Linked DNA regions of Rattus norvegicus: region 1 is linked to region 2. A link is a contact called in public Hi-C data. All regions are on one chromosome and are shown on one strand. Each heading gives the region's core, a stretch centred on a gene start, on an enhancer-like site or on the middle of the called end of the contact. The rest is flanking DNA. Distances are from core to core; before and after follow the strand shown. Region 1 has its middle 15 kb from the start of Ampd2. Region 2 holds the start of Gstm1 (glutathione S-transferase mu 1).

Region 1 (7,269 bases), core at 1,978-4,477, 49 kb before region 2:
GGCATGGATGAAGTGGATTGTGTACACACTGAGGTGTCTATAGGAGAAGAGATCCCATTGAGCCTCACCCAGTTTGCCCCTTCTGAAGGGGTCTTGAGGCTCCAGGTCCACAGTGTATATTCTGGAAGGATGACACCCTTCCCACCTCGTGCCTCCTGTGTAGCCTCTTAGGACATCGAGGTAGATGGGGACATAAGTCCCTACATGGCTGGCTGAGGCATTTAGGGGGCCTGTTTAAGATGCTCTTCCCAGGTCCCTCCCTCAGGGGTTCTGACACAGGTAGTGGGTGTGGTGACAGATACACCTACCTGTCAGGTTGTAGTGCGTGGGTCTGGAGCTGCGTGTACTGGAGTCCATTGCTCACAGTGCACCTCCACCGAGTCTGTGATACAATGTGCAGAGCACCTTTTTGCCGTTAAGGTGGCTAGAACCTGCTGCCCGTGTAATGGAGGGGAGCAAAATGGACTCGGTAGCACAGGGTACTTACTACATAGGCAACAGATGCTTGCAACAGCTGCTGCTGGGTGGAGAGGGATTAGGGGCTGCTTGCCTCAGAATTGCAAGCCTGTGTGATAAGAGGACCTGGTTGGGAGCCCGTGGAGGTCAGCATCATGCCCCACCCCCAGCCCCCCTGACTCTGAGCAGCAGGTAGGAAGGCCTCAGACTGTAGCAGGTGTCCCAGAGACCCAAGGCAGAGCTCTGCCTCCCACGGGCTCCTAGCCAATTCATTTTCTCTGTTTATGTATCTAAACTGAAGCTGCAGTTAGGGCACGAGCAGAAGGCTGTACAAACAAAACTGATTTCTGCCTAGGGAAATGAGCTGAGGGGACAAAATGGCCAGCAACAGAATAGAGACAAGCAGCCATGTCTGAGGTTCTCCAGGCCTCACTGGGCCTTCTCTGCCCTGCCCCCACATTAAAGTTTTTCAAGGGTGATGGCACTGACTTTTGGAAGTCAAGCAACCTGGATTAAGAGATCCTTCTACACTGTTCCTTGAAGGCCACCATTCCCTGTCCACACCAGCACTGAGGACTCCATATTCTTCTCTGAGTTTGTCAAAAGGTCAAATCCTTTCCTTCATTTTCCTGTCCAACTCTTCTTAGCTTGTGCTGAGGCCCAGCCCTCAGTGCGTCGCTCGCTAACTAACAAGGTTTCTTAGCAACCTCTCGTTTCACACGACCTGGACTTTGGTTTTTCATTTTTCAGACATTTCTCTTAAACATTCATCAAGAGTGGATCTTTTGAAAAACATCCTTTTTAAAGCTTGATTTTGTGGTGCTAGGGACTGAACACAGGACTATATACACTAGGTTAGTGAGCGGTACACACAGCCTAGGAATCAGCAACCTTTAAACGATAAGGGACTCTGCTTTGATAATGGGTCACATGAACTTACTGGCTGACGTTCTCCAGTATAAACAAGGCTGAAGAGACACATCCCTGGCTCCTAACTGCCAGTAGGAAACATGGACGTGGTGGTCATCACTGATGACCACAACAGCTGGAAATGAACGTCACCACCAGGCTAACCAGGTATGGCATGGTCAGCCCCAGATCTGACTGATGTGCAGCTCAGAGATCTAGAGAAACAGGCAGAATGATCCACTCCCGCCCGCTGGCTTGGCTCCATCGTACTGACATCTTTAGAAGACAGCACGGACTGAGATGAAAACACAGGAGGGAGATACCGGGAATCTTTTTCTGGGAATACAAAACAAAGACACACGTATAAATAAAATGCTTCTGTAGAAAAGATTTCTTAAAGGGGGTTCTTTGACGATATAGGAAAATAGGAAGCAAAAAGCCCATTCCCACTACCAGTTGTACCAAGTATGACCACATACCTGAGCTATATGTATGCACGAATATATTTTACATATTGACATTTTCCTTCTAGTTCTTTTTTTCTTCAAAAAGCCTTTTTATTACATATTGTGTGCTCGCGCATGTGCATACATGTGTGCATCTGCATGAACTCGTCATGGAGCATATGTGGAGGTCACTTGGTCCTCCTACCACATGGGTCCTGGTGAAGGGTCAGGTGGGAAGGCTTGGCACCCATCACTTACTGAGTTACCTTGCCATCCCCACTTCTTGTTTGCAAGTAGCATTTTGTTTGTTTTTGAGACCCGGCCTCCTGTGCAGCTCAGGCTGGTCTTCCACAAAGCCTTCTCTGTGTGGAGATCATGCCGCCACATGATAAGTTCAAGGGAGTTTGAATCGAGACTATGTTCTTGTTAAATTTACCTTTAAAATTATTAACCCATCTTTCACGTTCTGTTACTGCCATCTATAGATGTAAATTTTATTGCTGTGTCCTGCCCCATGACGGTTTACCACCGTAGCTTTTCTCTGTTGAGAATAACCAGGCCTGGGCTTGTGAGATGGTAGAGGTAGATGGTCGATGGTAGCTGGTAGAGGTCATTGATGCCAAGCCTAGCGCCCTGGCTCAGTGCTTGGGTTTTACATCGTGGAAAGTGAAAGTTGATTCTGGAAAACCCCTCCAGGAACATGCTCCGTGGCACGTGCATATGCGCACATGCTCAAGATGTAGAAGGAGTAGTAAGTAGGCCTGGAGTGTGACTGGCTGCGCACTGTGGAGCCATGACCCCTGGCCTCAGCTCTACTCCTGATCTGTGCGACCTCAGGCAAGATGCTTCCTTCTTTGTGCCTCCAGGTCCTTACCCATAATGCTTTCCTCGTGTTGAACTGGATTTAAAGCATTAAGTAAGATTCTAGTAAGCTTTAGCTTTGGTTTGCACAAGGCTTGAGAGTCTCATGCTAACCTGCATGCCCATAAGAGAGAATTAATTGCCCAGTTTGAGATGTCTATTTCACTTGATAGGATGAGGCAAAGCCCTTTCCTGGCTTGCTTGCCCTCTGCCTGGTCGGACCTCTAATACAGGCTCCCTGCCAGCCCCTCCATGTGACCTGTGTGGGGGCTGAGTGTGGACCCCTCCTGAGGAAGGTAGCACCTTACCACCCTCCAAAGGCTGACCTTGAATTCACTGTGTAGTCCTGGCTGGGGCAGGAACCTCCCTCTCACTTGCTGGGTTGAGATTGGTGGTGGACTTTTAAAACCAATGCTTTAAAATGCCCCGGCATGAAAACAGTAGAAGAACTTTAACCCCTTGTGGCCCTTGGACTGGCACAGGGTGACGTCTACACACCTAGGCACTGCAAGTAGCCAAGTAGACAGCAACCTGGGCTGCTCTGAGGGCGCCCCCTCCTGGGGAGCTGGAGAGGTGCAGGTGGGGACGTTTCTTGCGCTCATCCAAATGCTGTCACACTATTGCCTCCTGGGTGAATTTATTCAAGGAAAGTCCAATAGAACATTTAAACATTAACTCATGTTTAGTCTAATGTTCAATAATTCACTTTGTCTTCCATATGGGAGCAAAGTCGCTCAACTTGACCTTGCCTGGTTGATGACTTGGGGTAGGTGGTCTCTCCAGACAGAAGCTGCAGGGGCTCATGAGCATCTGGAGTTGGGGGTGACCCAGGGTCGCCGGTTTTGGATGTAAACCCCGCAGAGTGGACTTTCAAAGGCTCAAGGAAGGCTGGGGAGCTAGAACTTTGGAGGCTATAAAATAAGAAAAAGAAGAGAAATCGAAACTAACAAATGTTTAAAGAAATGCCTTCAGAAAATAGCATGTCAACTTCAATATTTGTTAATTTTAGTATCCCTACAAATGTCATTATATTTGGAAACAGTTTGTAAACTGGATTTGGCAAACACTCCAGAATCCGCAGCATGACTGTAGTCATAGCCAGTTCTAAACTAAATGAGTTACTCATAGTCTGGTAACTTCAAAAGCAACTTCAAAAGCGAGTTGAAGGGGGCCCCTTTAGTTTAAACCAAAGACAAGTTACGTCAAATGAAGATATGGGTGCATTTGAATGTTGGTTACTCTTGGAGGGGAGGGTCCTCAGAATCAGATGCAGGGTCTGCACAGGGCTCAGGAGAGCCCTGCCTCCCGCCTTCTTCCAGAGAAGATTGGTCCGGCCTTCAGGTCAGTGCTTCTCCCTGTCTGCCTCTGCTGTCTCTCCTGTCGGCAAAGCAGCCACATGAGTGGTTAGATAGATGGCCGTCTCCACTTCGCTCCTGAAAAACTGGCCTGCTTGTGAGCCTGTTAGCTGGCAGAGTGAGCCCTGAAACTTCAGGTAGGAGAGTAAAGCCCAGCCTACCCCAGCCTGGGGCCCTATGAAAGGAAACGAGGGGACTAGGCTGTTTCTAGCACCCTGCACCCTGTCAAAGTTCTTTCCGTGTGAGTGTGTAATGTGCTTGGGCTGCTTTGCACGTCAGGCAGCATCGTAGCCCCACTCTCTCTATCCCAGGCTTGACCTCACCATGTAGCCCTGGCTGGCTTCGATTTTGTTTTGTTTTTGTTTTTTCCGGAGCTGAGGACCGAACCCAGGGCCGTGTGCTTGCTAGGCAAGCGCTCTACCACTGAGCTAAATCCCCAACCCCTGTTTGTTTTGTTTTTTTGTTTTGTTTTTCCTGTCTGGCTTTGAATTAGCAGCAGTCATTCTGCCTCCTAAGAACTGAGATTTCAGGCGTTCTCCTCCTGCCCCCAAGAGAGAAACGCCAGGGTCAGTGAGGTTGGGGGTGAGCTGGCTCCACTGGGACGTGCAGAGCCACCCTCCTATGGCCTTAAAGGTCTGTATCTGCTTGAGGGCAGAAGTTGTCTCTGAGAAGGGACGATGTCCTGCCTCATCCTGGTATGAGTGATCTGGATGAGGCTGGTAGCTGGGAGTGGAGAAGAGTGTTTAGAGAGGCAGTTAAGATCTGTAGTTAAGCGGTGTGGTGGTGGCAGTGCACGCCTTTAGTCTCAGCACTTGGGAGACAAGGGCAGGGGCAGGGGCAGGGGCAGGGGCAGGAGCAGGGGCAGGGGCAGGGGCAGGGGCAGGGGCAGGGGCAGGGGCAGGGGCAGGGGCAGGGGCAGGGGCAGGGGCAGGGGCAGGGGCAGGGGTAGCTGGATCTCTGAATTTGAGGCCAGCCTGATCTACAGAGCGGGTTCCAGGACAGCGAAGGCTACACAGAGAAACTCTGTCTTGAAAAACCAACCAAGCAACCAAAAATCTGTTGTTAATGACTGGAGGGCTGGCTAAGTGGTTAACAGCTCTTCCAGACACTCTCCAACACCAACATGACAGCCCACAATTGTCTGCAACTCTGGTTGTAGGCAATCTGCCGCCTTCTGACCTCTGTGAGAATATGGTGAACAGACATCCGTGTGTGCAGAACACCCATGCACATAAAATAAAAAATAATGAGTACAATTAAAAAGAGAGATCAGTGGTTAGGGGTTAGCAGGTTAACAATTGGTAAAGCCTTGCCTTTCAAGTACAAAGAGCTAAGTTCAGTTCCCAGAACCCCAGTGCTGGGGAGGTGCAGGTAGGAGGTTCCTTGGGGCTCACCATGCAGCTAGTTTAGTCTAATTGTCTCAAACGAGGTAGACAGTGTTCCTGAGGATTATATCTGAGGTTGTCTACTGGCCTTTAATGTGTGTGTGTGTGTGTGTGTGTGTGTGTGTGTGTGTGTGTGTGTGTGTATGTGTGTGTGTGTGTGTGTGTTTTAAAAAACAGGGCGGCATAAGTAGCCACAGTGTCATGATTGGCTGGCACAGTCTGACAAAAGATTGAGAGTTTGCATCCTGAGAGATGATGACAAGTCCTCATCTTTCCTTTCATAGGCAAGAGAACGAAAGCTCAGAGTCCATACAATTTTTCCAAGAGCTCGTGTTATGTTAATAAGTGACAGTGCATCAGGCTGTGTGTGTACATTGTCACGGGGCAGAATACCCAGGATAAAACTTAAAAGCAGAAGATCATTTGGTCCACATTCAGAGATCTGTATCCAAGGCCACGTGCTCCTTTCGCTATGGACTGGTGACTTTCCACATCCGAACAGGGCACAGGCTCTACTGTTTGTTGTGGAGATCAAATTCTGTGTAGTTAGGGGTGAGTTTGAGCAGGGGACTTGGACAATTTCTGGCTTGTATCAGAAATTCTACTGTGGGAATCTAGAGAAGTTTAGGTCAGTTACTTTTTGGAGAAAATTATTCAATCTGTTTTATGACACCCAGTTTTTCAGGTTTAGGTTTTACAAGAATATCGTGGGTTAAACAGGAATGTGGCTATGCCTACCCACATCCTCAAGGCCTTTTAGAGCAAGGTGGGGTCAACATTGTTCAGAGGGGACTATGGCAGAGACAGCTGAGCGGCCAGCCATATACCTCACCTGTCTCAGGCTAGGAAGTGAGGCCCAGTATTTAATCTTTGAACATCCTTTGGGACACCCTGGAGGTTTTGGTCAGGCCCTAGATAAAGGCCTGAATGAGGAACAGAAATAGTGGGGTTTAGGGTGAGGGTAGAGAGTAGAATAAGGATGGATCTGGGCCTCCACTAAGGGCACGCTTTCTTTTCAACATAATACTTTTTTATTTCATGTACCCTGATCACATTCACTTCCTGGTCCTCCCAGACCCACCCCCTAATACTTGTGATCCCTCCCAGTAAGAAGAAGGAGAAGGAGGGGGAGAGGAAAGTGGAAAGGGAGGGAAGGAAGGAGGAGGAGGAGGAAGAGGGGGAGGAGTAGCAGCAGCAGCAACAGTCACACTCCCAGCAGCCATCCCCTTAAAGAAAACTGAGTTCTTCCCCACCCCACCACTTCCAGAAACCATCAATCGTGGAGAGCAACACTTATCATCCTTATTATGATTTTTAGAGTTCTTTTTCAATGGCTTTCTAGTCTGTTACTCTTGTTGTTGTTTTTGGTTTTTTTTCAGAGTAGAGTGGGGGTAGGGGCTGTCACGGAAGCCTTTTGTGTCCGGCTTTCTCGACTGTGCACCTATAATCATCAATACCACTGCAAAAGTAGTTTCCTTGCCCTTTGCAGTCAGCAGGAGCATGGATCACGGACTCCCACATGGTTTCTGGTGACATCCTGGTCTCTGGTGTTGGCACATACCACGGACCTCAGCACGGTCTCCAGTGGCAGTATAGACCATGGATATCAGTGTGGCCCTCTGCCGCTGCACGGGCCATGGACACCATCATAACCCTTAGCAGCAGTGCAGGCCGAGGACATCACGTGGAAGGGCAGACTTTTGAAGGCAAGCACCCCGGTGTCTCTTAACTCCCAGGATTTCCTCCTCCTCTGTTCCTCCTCTGTTCCTCCTGCACACCCCAGCCTTGGTGCTGAGCACCCTGGGGGAGTTCCCCCAGTCATGAGTCTTAGGAGTGACAGTGGAGACTCAGACATAC
Region 2 (6,712 bases), core at 556-3,055:
TTGAATTCTCCAGGACAGCACCGGCTGTGACTCCTAGCTTCAGGTCTCTCCATGTCCCCAATCCCCACTGCTCCCTGTTGCCTTTTAGAGACCTCTCTCATTCAAAGGGGTGATGCTCTTGGAGTCTGGGGACCCTGCGTTGAGCACTTGCTGTCCTAGCCCTTATCCCTGTCTGCAGAGCGACTCTGTCCTCTGAAGGGTTCCAGGGCTCTGGCTCCCTTCCAGGCCCTCTGAGCCCTTTGTTCTGGAGAGTATGGATTCCTTGTCTTTCCTTCCACTCCCCTTCTCTAGTTCCCATAGTGCATGAAAATGTGCTGATGCGCCTCATTCATACTTGCAAATTATCTCCCTGTAGTTCCCAGAAAACTGCTGCTAAAGCCCCAGTGACATGGTCTGTTTGCATGCATCCTCACAGGGACCTGCAGAGCGTGTGGCTTCTCTAATGTCCTAGGATGAGATGGCCTCTGCTTGTCCCTGCACCCACACTGCACACCTCCTCTGTGTGTGAGGTGACACACTGGCTTCATACCCCATAGTCTTAATAAAAGATGACTTAATCCCAAAATGTACTCTCTGCAGAGCAGCAGCATTGCCCTTTGACCTGTAAACTGTTTTTAGTCTCCTCGTCAGTCATTTGTTTTTCATCTGATAAGTTTCTGTAAACAAGGTGATGTCATCCTCAGGCCAATTAACCACAAGCTTCTTGGTTATGGAAGAGTCTCTTGCCTTCAAGGAAGAAAGTAGGCAGGCAGGACAGTGTTCTTGGTAGGGGATTGTCCTTGTGAAGGTTATACCACAGGACATATATCCCAGGATAACCTGAATTTGAGCCACCCTGTCATATACAAACACATGTCAGGAGCCTGGGCCAGGTCCAGCATCTAGGGATGTGGACAGCTGCAGGTCTAGCTTTGGGCTCCTTGTGTCCTGTGCAGAGTGTTACAGGCTCCCATGTGTACAGCATCCTGTTGTCCTTTGAAAACGAGCCTCTTGGCTCCCTTGCACTCTACTGGGTTCTGTCAGCTGACTGTTGTCCGCAGCTGTGGCTTCCCTCAGACTGCCAGTCCCTCTCTGGTTGGTTCTTGAGTTTAGATTCATAAACATGGCCAAAGTACTGATTAGGTTTTAATAACTGATAACAGAAGGACTGAGTTCCCAAATCTCAAGGAAAATATGGAGACTTGTTTGTCTCTGCCCCGAGGCTGTTTCCATGTCGCCAACTGTTCCTGTAGCTTGAAGCTGTGTGCACAAAAATCTTGTAGCTGTCAGACTGGGACAGTCCTTTCTCTGAGGATAGGTGCTACATTGAACTCTCAGATCGGGGGCTGGCCTTTTTGTCTTTAAGCTGAGAGTCGAGAGCCTCCCCACCCCCCGCTGACAGATTCCCACAGTCTGGATGTGAAAACTGAGCTCTGCAAAGGAAAGGAAGGCGGGAGAACACCCACCCGTGTTCTTTCGCTGTCTGGCCAGTCTCCAGGGAAAGTGCTAGCTAGTCTCGGGAGCATCCAGCAGGCGGCGATGGCGGCGGTCGCTAAGAGTGTTTTGGGGAGCAGGCGAGCAAATTCTGCTTTCAGGGTGTGTAGAACAGAATCCTGGGGCAGAGGCTGCTAAGGATCTTAACCCCGCCTCTCCCGGAGAGGGTGTGGCCCTCTACTTTCTGCTCTAGGGTCTGTAGCTCTGGTTACAGACCCGGAAGGGGAATGACTAATTGGGATTGGTGCAGGGCTGGGAGGGACCTCATTATTTTGTCCGGCCCACGTTTCTCTGGTAATCTGTATAAAGTCGCAACACACAGGTCAATTCTGCTGAAGCCAAATTGAGAAGACCACAGCGCCAGAACCATGCCTATGATACTGGGATACTGGAACGTCCGCGGGGTGAGAAAGGGGTCCGCTTGGAGTGTGGGACTGGGATGTGAAGCAGAAAATTCTTAACAACAGGGGCCCTTCAAATAACGGGCACTCCTCGGGCCTTACTAGATCTTCTGCCTGTAGCTCTCAGCGTTCAGGAACACCCCTGGATGACTATGTGTGTGCGTATGTGTGTGGTATGCACATGCACGTGCGGGGTGGCTGCGTTTGTGGAGTGTGGAAGGTCTCAACGGGTGAAGATGAAGTCACACAATAAAGTCTCCACAATTTCTAACCTCTGTCCTTGGTCCTCTCTCCCAGCTGACACACCCGATCCGCCTGCTCCTGGAATACACAGACTCAAGCTATGAGGAGAAGAGATACGCCATGGGCGACGGTAATGATACCTTCTTGGGCAGACATCTGCTTCCCTCTTGCCTATCAACCTGCCTAGACTTCCTGTTATTTAACCCTGCTGGTCTCCCTCTAGCTGAAGCTAGCGGTTGCTGCTTCCAGAAACTTCTTTGAGGGTGCAGTTTGAATTTTCTGTATAGAACACTGAGAAGGGAATTCCTCGTCCATTTGTATTTATAATTAGACGGAATTCGTTATTGGGGTCTTATTGGGTCCACCCCCCTTTATCACCAGTTGTTATTCAGACCCCTCCCCACCTTGGAAAGTGACTCGCTGTAATAGGTTGCAGATCCCCTGACTTAGGTTCTTGCTACTGGTCGAATGGGACAGTGGGGTGATTTCTTTTCACATCCTCTTGTCCACCACAGCTCCCGACTATGACAGAAGCCAGTGGCTGAATGAGAAGTTCAAACTGGGCCTGGACTTCCCCAATGTAGGTGCAGGGAAGGGGAGGTTTGGGGAAGGCCTGGTGCTCTCACCTCATCTCCTGGCCTGGCTGAGGGGTTGGCATCAGTGTTTCTGCTTTCCTGCTCCATCCCTGCTGGCTGCACAGTGTTTCTGTGATGGGCTGTGTCCTAGCTCTCCCACTTAGTGCACACTGAGTGTCAAGGCCACGTCTGTCCTCACCCAGGGAAGGGCAGCCCATAACCCATCTGACCATCCCTGCTTGTCTATCCAGCTGCCCTACTTAATTGATGGATCGCGCAAGATTACCCAGAGCAATGCCATAATGCGCTACCTTGCCCGCAAGCACCACCTGTGTGAGTGGGGCTGGCTGCAGGGCGGGGAGTGGTGGAGAGTCTCCTTGGCTTGGCTGGGTTGGGATCTGAGGGTGCTGCGTGTGCTACAGGTGGAGAGACAGAGGAGGAGCGGATTCGTGCAGACATTGTGGAGAACCAGGTCATGGACAACCGCATGCAGCTCATCATGCTTTGTTACAACCCCGACTTTGTGAGTGGCCAGTGGGTGGAGGAGGCAGGGTTCGCAGCAGGAGTTCAAGTCTGCATTCAGATCGTAGCACCCTCCTTCAGTAATGAGCTGTGTTACTCATTCTCCGAGATTTCCAATCTTCTAGCAGAACGATCCTCATCACCCGGGCGACCTATCACATCAACACTGTGAAACCATCCCTACTAGTCTTAGGTTATTCAGTACAGTTGTAAATCTCTGCTAAGTCGTCCTTTACCTATTCCAAAGTGTTGTTTATGCCAAAAGCCTCCAGAATGAAATGAGAGGATGTGGATGGAATTGTTTCATCGTTTAAAGTGCTTGCTACATAGCATGAAGGCTTCAGTATGAATCCTTAGCACCCTATAAAAACACCCTGGTGTGGCAGCCTGCTCTTATAAACATAGTGTTCCGGGGGGAGGAACAGGAGGGTTTCTTGGGTTTTGCTGACCAATGAGGCCAGTTGGTCTTTGAGCTCTAGATTTAGTGAGAGGCCCTGTCTCAAAAATAAGGTGGGCAGTGATTGAGAAAGACATCTGGCACCAACCTTGGACCCCCATGCACCAACAGGCACTAGTATATTCCCTAAATGATGAAAATAAGTTCTGTTTACACACTGGTCTTACACATCTATCCAGCTCTTTCCCCATAGGTCTGTCTTGGGTATCAATAGAAAACCAGGACATCTTTCTGGTAGGCAGCTCAGGGTCAGCCAGAGGAACTTTGACCCCTGATCAAATCAATCACTGATCAAAACCCCTTTTCCTTTCAATATTAATCAACTGATGCACACCCTTAAAACAGCTGATCATACCCCTCAAATAGCTGATCTCTTCTCATTGCAAATATCTGATCCAATCTGGATCCAGTATAACTGTCTTCTCCCAGGGTCTCTGTGCCCTTTGTTTCTGTGTTTCCATTGGATCTCTGAAGCCAACGCATGCAAGATACTCAGGAGGTCCTGGGTGTGACTCAGCGCCTGGTTTGGACTTCAGTGGTGACAGATTTCAGGGACAGCGTAAAATTTCTTTCATCACTTCTCACACGAATCCTGTCACCAGTAAAATAGTGATGTGTTAAATGGAATCCTGGACACAGGCCTGGCCATTCCATTGCAAAGCCCTGTCCTGGGGAGCCTGAGTCTAAAGGTGACAGCTGTTCTCTGCCTTAGGAGAAGCAGAAGCCAGAGTTCTTGAAGACCATCCCTGAGAAGATGAAGCTCTACTCTGAGTTCCTGGGCAAGCGACCATGGTTTGCAGGGGACAAGGTAAAGGCACAGGGTGGGGAGGAGGAGCTGCCATTCTCCCCTGGTGTCAAATTCCAGAGCGCTCACCCTTGGCTTCCTGCAGGTCACCTATGTGGATTTCCTTGCTTATGACATTCTTGACCAGTACCACATTTTTGAGCCCAAGTGCCTGGACGCCTTCCCAAACCTGAAGGACTTCCTGGCCCGCTTCGAGGTGATGCCCTTGATCCTGCTTCCTCTTGGGTTGTCTTCTTCCTCAGATCCATGATGCTTTCTAGGCCCAAGACTAGGAAAATAACCAGGATTTTCTGAGCTTTCTGTAAAGAACTGTATTAGACAATAGTTATTCAAAATTCCAGGAGATTGATGTGATTCTGAGTCCCATTGGACAGATAAGAAGCCTGATACTATGGAAGGTACTCATGTGTCCAAGGTCTCCGCATCTGCGGCTGCACCCGGTTTGGGGCGGCATTCAGTGACTGCCCCTTCTTTGGGTCAAAAGGGCCAAGCACAACCTCATGTTCCAGTTTAGGATCCCTGGCAAGGCAGAGCATGTTGATAGTGTGTGGGTCTTGGCCTTAGGAGACTGAGACAGCAGGACTAATGTGACATACTCAGATAGAAGAAAGTCCAGACCTGATCTGCAGAGTGCTGAGAGCCCAGGGTGTAAACATGTGAGTGCCTTCCCTGTTGGGGGACATTTAGCATGAGTGTGTGCTGGTGTGAGTGTGGCTGGTGTGAGTGTGTGCTGGGGCGTTGCTTCCTCCTTACACTCTTCTCTTTAATGTTACAGGGCCTGTCTGTGATATAGAGCTAAAATTTTTTTCTTTATTATTATTCTCTGGCATTCTCCTCTATACGAGGTTCATGTTGGGCCCAGGGGCCATACAAAATACTGCCATCTTGGGACTGAGCCATCAGAGAGCTGCGGACAGCCAGACTGTAAGATGTTTATGATATTCTCCTGGACCTCACCTCCGTCAGACTTGGGTCCTTCAGACATGTAGGAATTAGACGCATTGATCCAAGGGTTTTCTACCTGCAGTCTGTTGACCTTGCCCGTTCTCCATCAAGGGATACAATTTCTCTGCTAATTCTCAGTCTGTCTCTGTCCCCAGCCCTCCACCCCCACCCAGGGTCTTGTGCTTACTAGGCGAGCGCTCACCCACTGAAACCCCAGCCTTTCTCTGTTTGTTCTAATCAGCTCTGGCTCTGGCTCAGGCTGGGTATCCTGGGAAACTGTGCAAGAGTTGGCACCACTCCGGGGTGGGTGGATGGGGAAACAGAGCAGCGTGTTAGCTTAGCTTGTGTGTCGTCTGTGGTAGCTCAGCGCGCACCCTCTGGAGCTCTCTGTGTTCTCCTGGCTTGGTGTATGGACGCAGTGACATGGAGTGGCCCCTGCTTTAGGGGTGGAGATGAAGAAAGCCAGGGTGCAGCGAGATTGTACTGAGCAGCAGGTAGAGAATGAACTCCTCTCTCAGGAAATTGATTAGAATCCCGTTTAGCTTATCTTCCTGGCCTGTTCTCTTGTTCCCTTTCTTGAATGATTTGCTGAGTCACTGGGTGCCTGGCTGCCTTCCTGAGCACACACAGTCAAGTTTTGACTCCACTGTCCTGTTAGATCCCTTCTTTGTGTGTAAATACAGGCTAGAGCGAGCTTCCCCAGGTACAGATCATGTCCATGCAGAGAGGCAGTTGCAGTGTCTCCTTGGGAGTGTTGAAGAGGTGTAGGGAAACTGTGTGTGTGTGTGTGTGTGTGTGTGTGTGTGTGTGTGTGTGTGTGTGTATGGGTGTGTGTGGGGTATGGGTGTGTGTCGGGAGTTGGGGTGTGTGGGGTGTGTGTGGAGTGTATGTGTGTATGTAGGGGGGTGGGTATGTGTATGGGGATCAAGAGAGCGAGAGAGTGAGAGCACACAGAAGGCTGCTCCTGAGCAGGATGAATCCAGCCCTGTTTCAGTAGCTGTGTGAGTCCGGACGGACATTCCCAGCCTCTCTGGGCTTCAGGTTCCCCCCTGAGAACTGATCTTGCAAGACTCATGGGTAGGTTTTCTGAATCTATATTGTAATTTTTAGTGAGTATAAAACAACTTATGCAGGATCCAGTCTCCCCTTTGCTATGGGAAATGGAAGAGTTCTGTTGCTTGGGCTGGGAGCTAAGCAGGCTGCTCTGCGCTCCAGCATGATTCCAGGACAAAAGCTGTTCCCAACCTGGGGCTGCTCCTCTGAGTGGGCTCCAGACCTGAGCTCTGGCTGT

Evidence for each region. Hi-C and Micro-C count contacts between places; a contact is called where the count stands out from the background.
Region 1: a Hi-C map of liver shows a contact between it and region 2, with 2.4 times the contacts expected there. The contact joins the enhancer-like site here to the promoter of Gstm1 in region 2. A contact is called at or near these places in 6 of 12 Hi-C or Micro-C datasets (frontal cortex, hepatocytes, kidney and 2 more) and 1 of 1 datasets of contacts at active chromatin or transcription factors (oligodendrocytes).

The regions. Positions count from the first base shown.
Region 1 is chr2:198,388,324-198,395,592 of GRCr8, reverse strand. No RefSeq gene overlaps it. Among named protein-coding and RNA genes, the nearest start is that of Ampd2, 15 kb to the left of the region's middle. Within about 2 kb of position 3,227, at least 4 of the 93 cell types and tissues checked have an H3K27ac peak or open chromatin away from gene starts, as enhancers often do. A contact at or near this core is called in liver, where this site is marked.
Region 2 is chr2:198,338,476-198,345,187 of GRCr8, reverse strand. It overlaps Gstm1 (glutathione S-transferase mu 1), which reads left to right and starts at 1,805. Exons shown (of 8, transcript NM_017014.2): 1 at 1,805-1,877; 2 at 2,172-2,247; 3 at 2,633-2,697; 4 at 2,944-3,025; 5 at 3,115-3,215; 6 at 4,384-4,479; 7 at 4,562-4,672. The coding sequence starts at 1,842.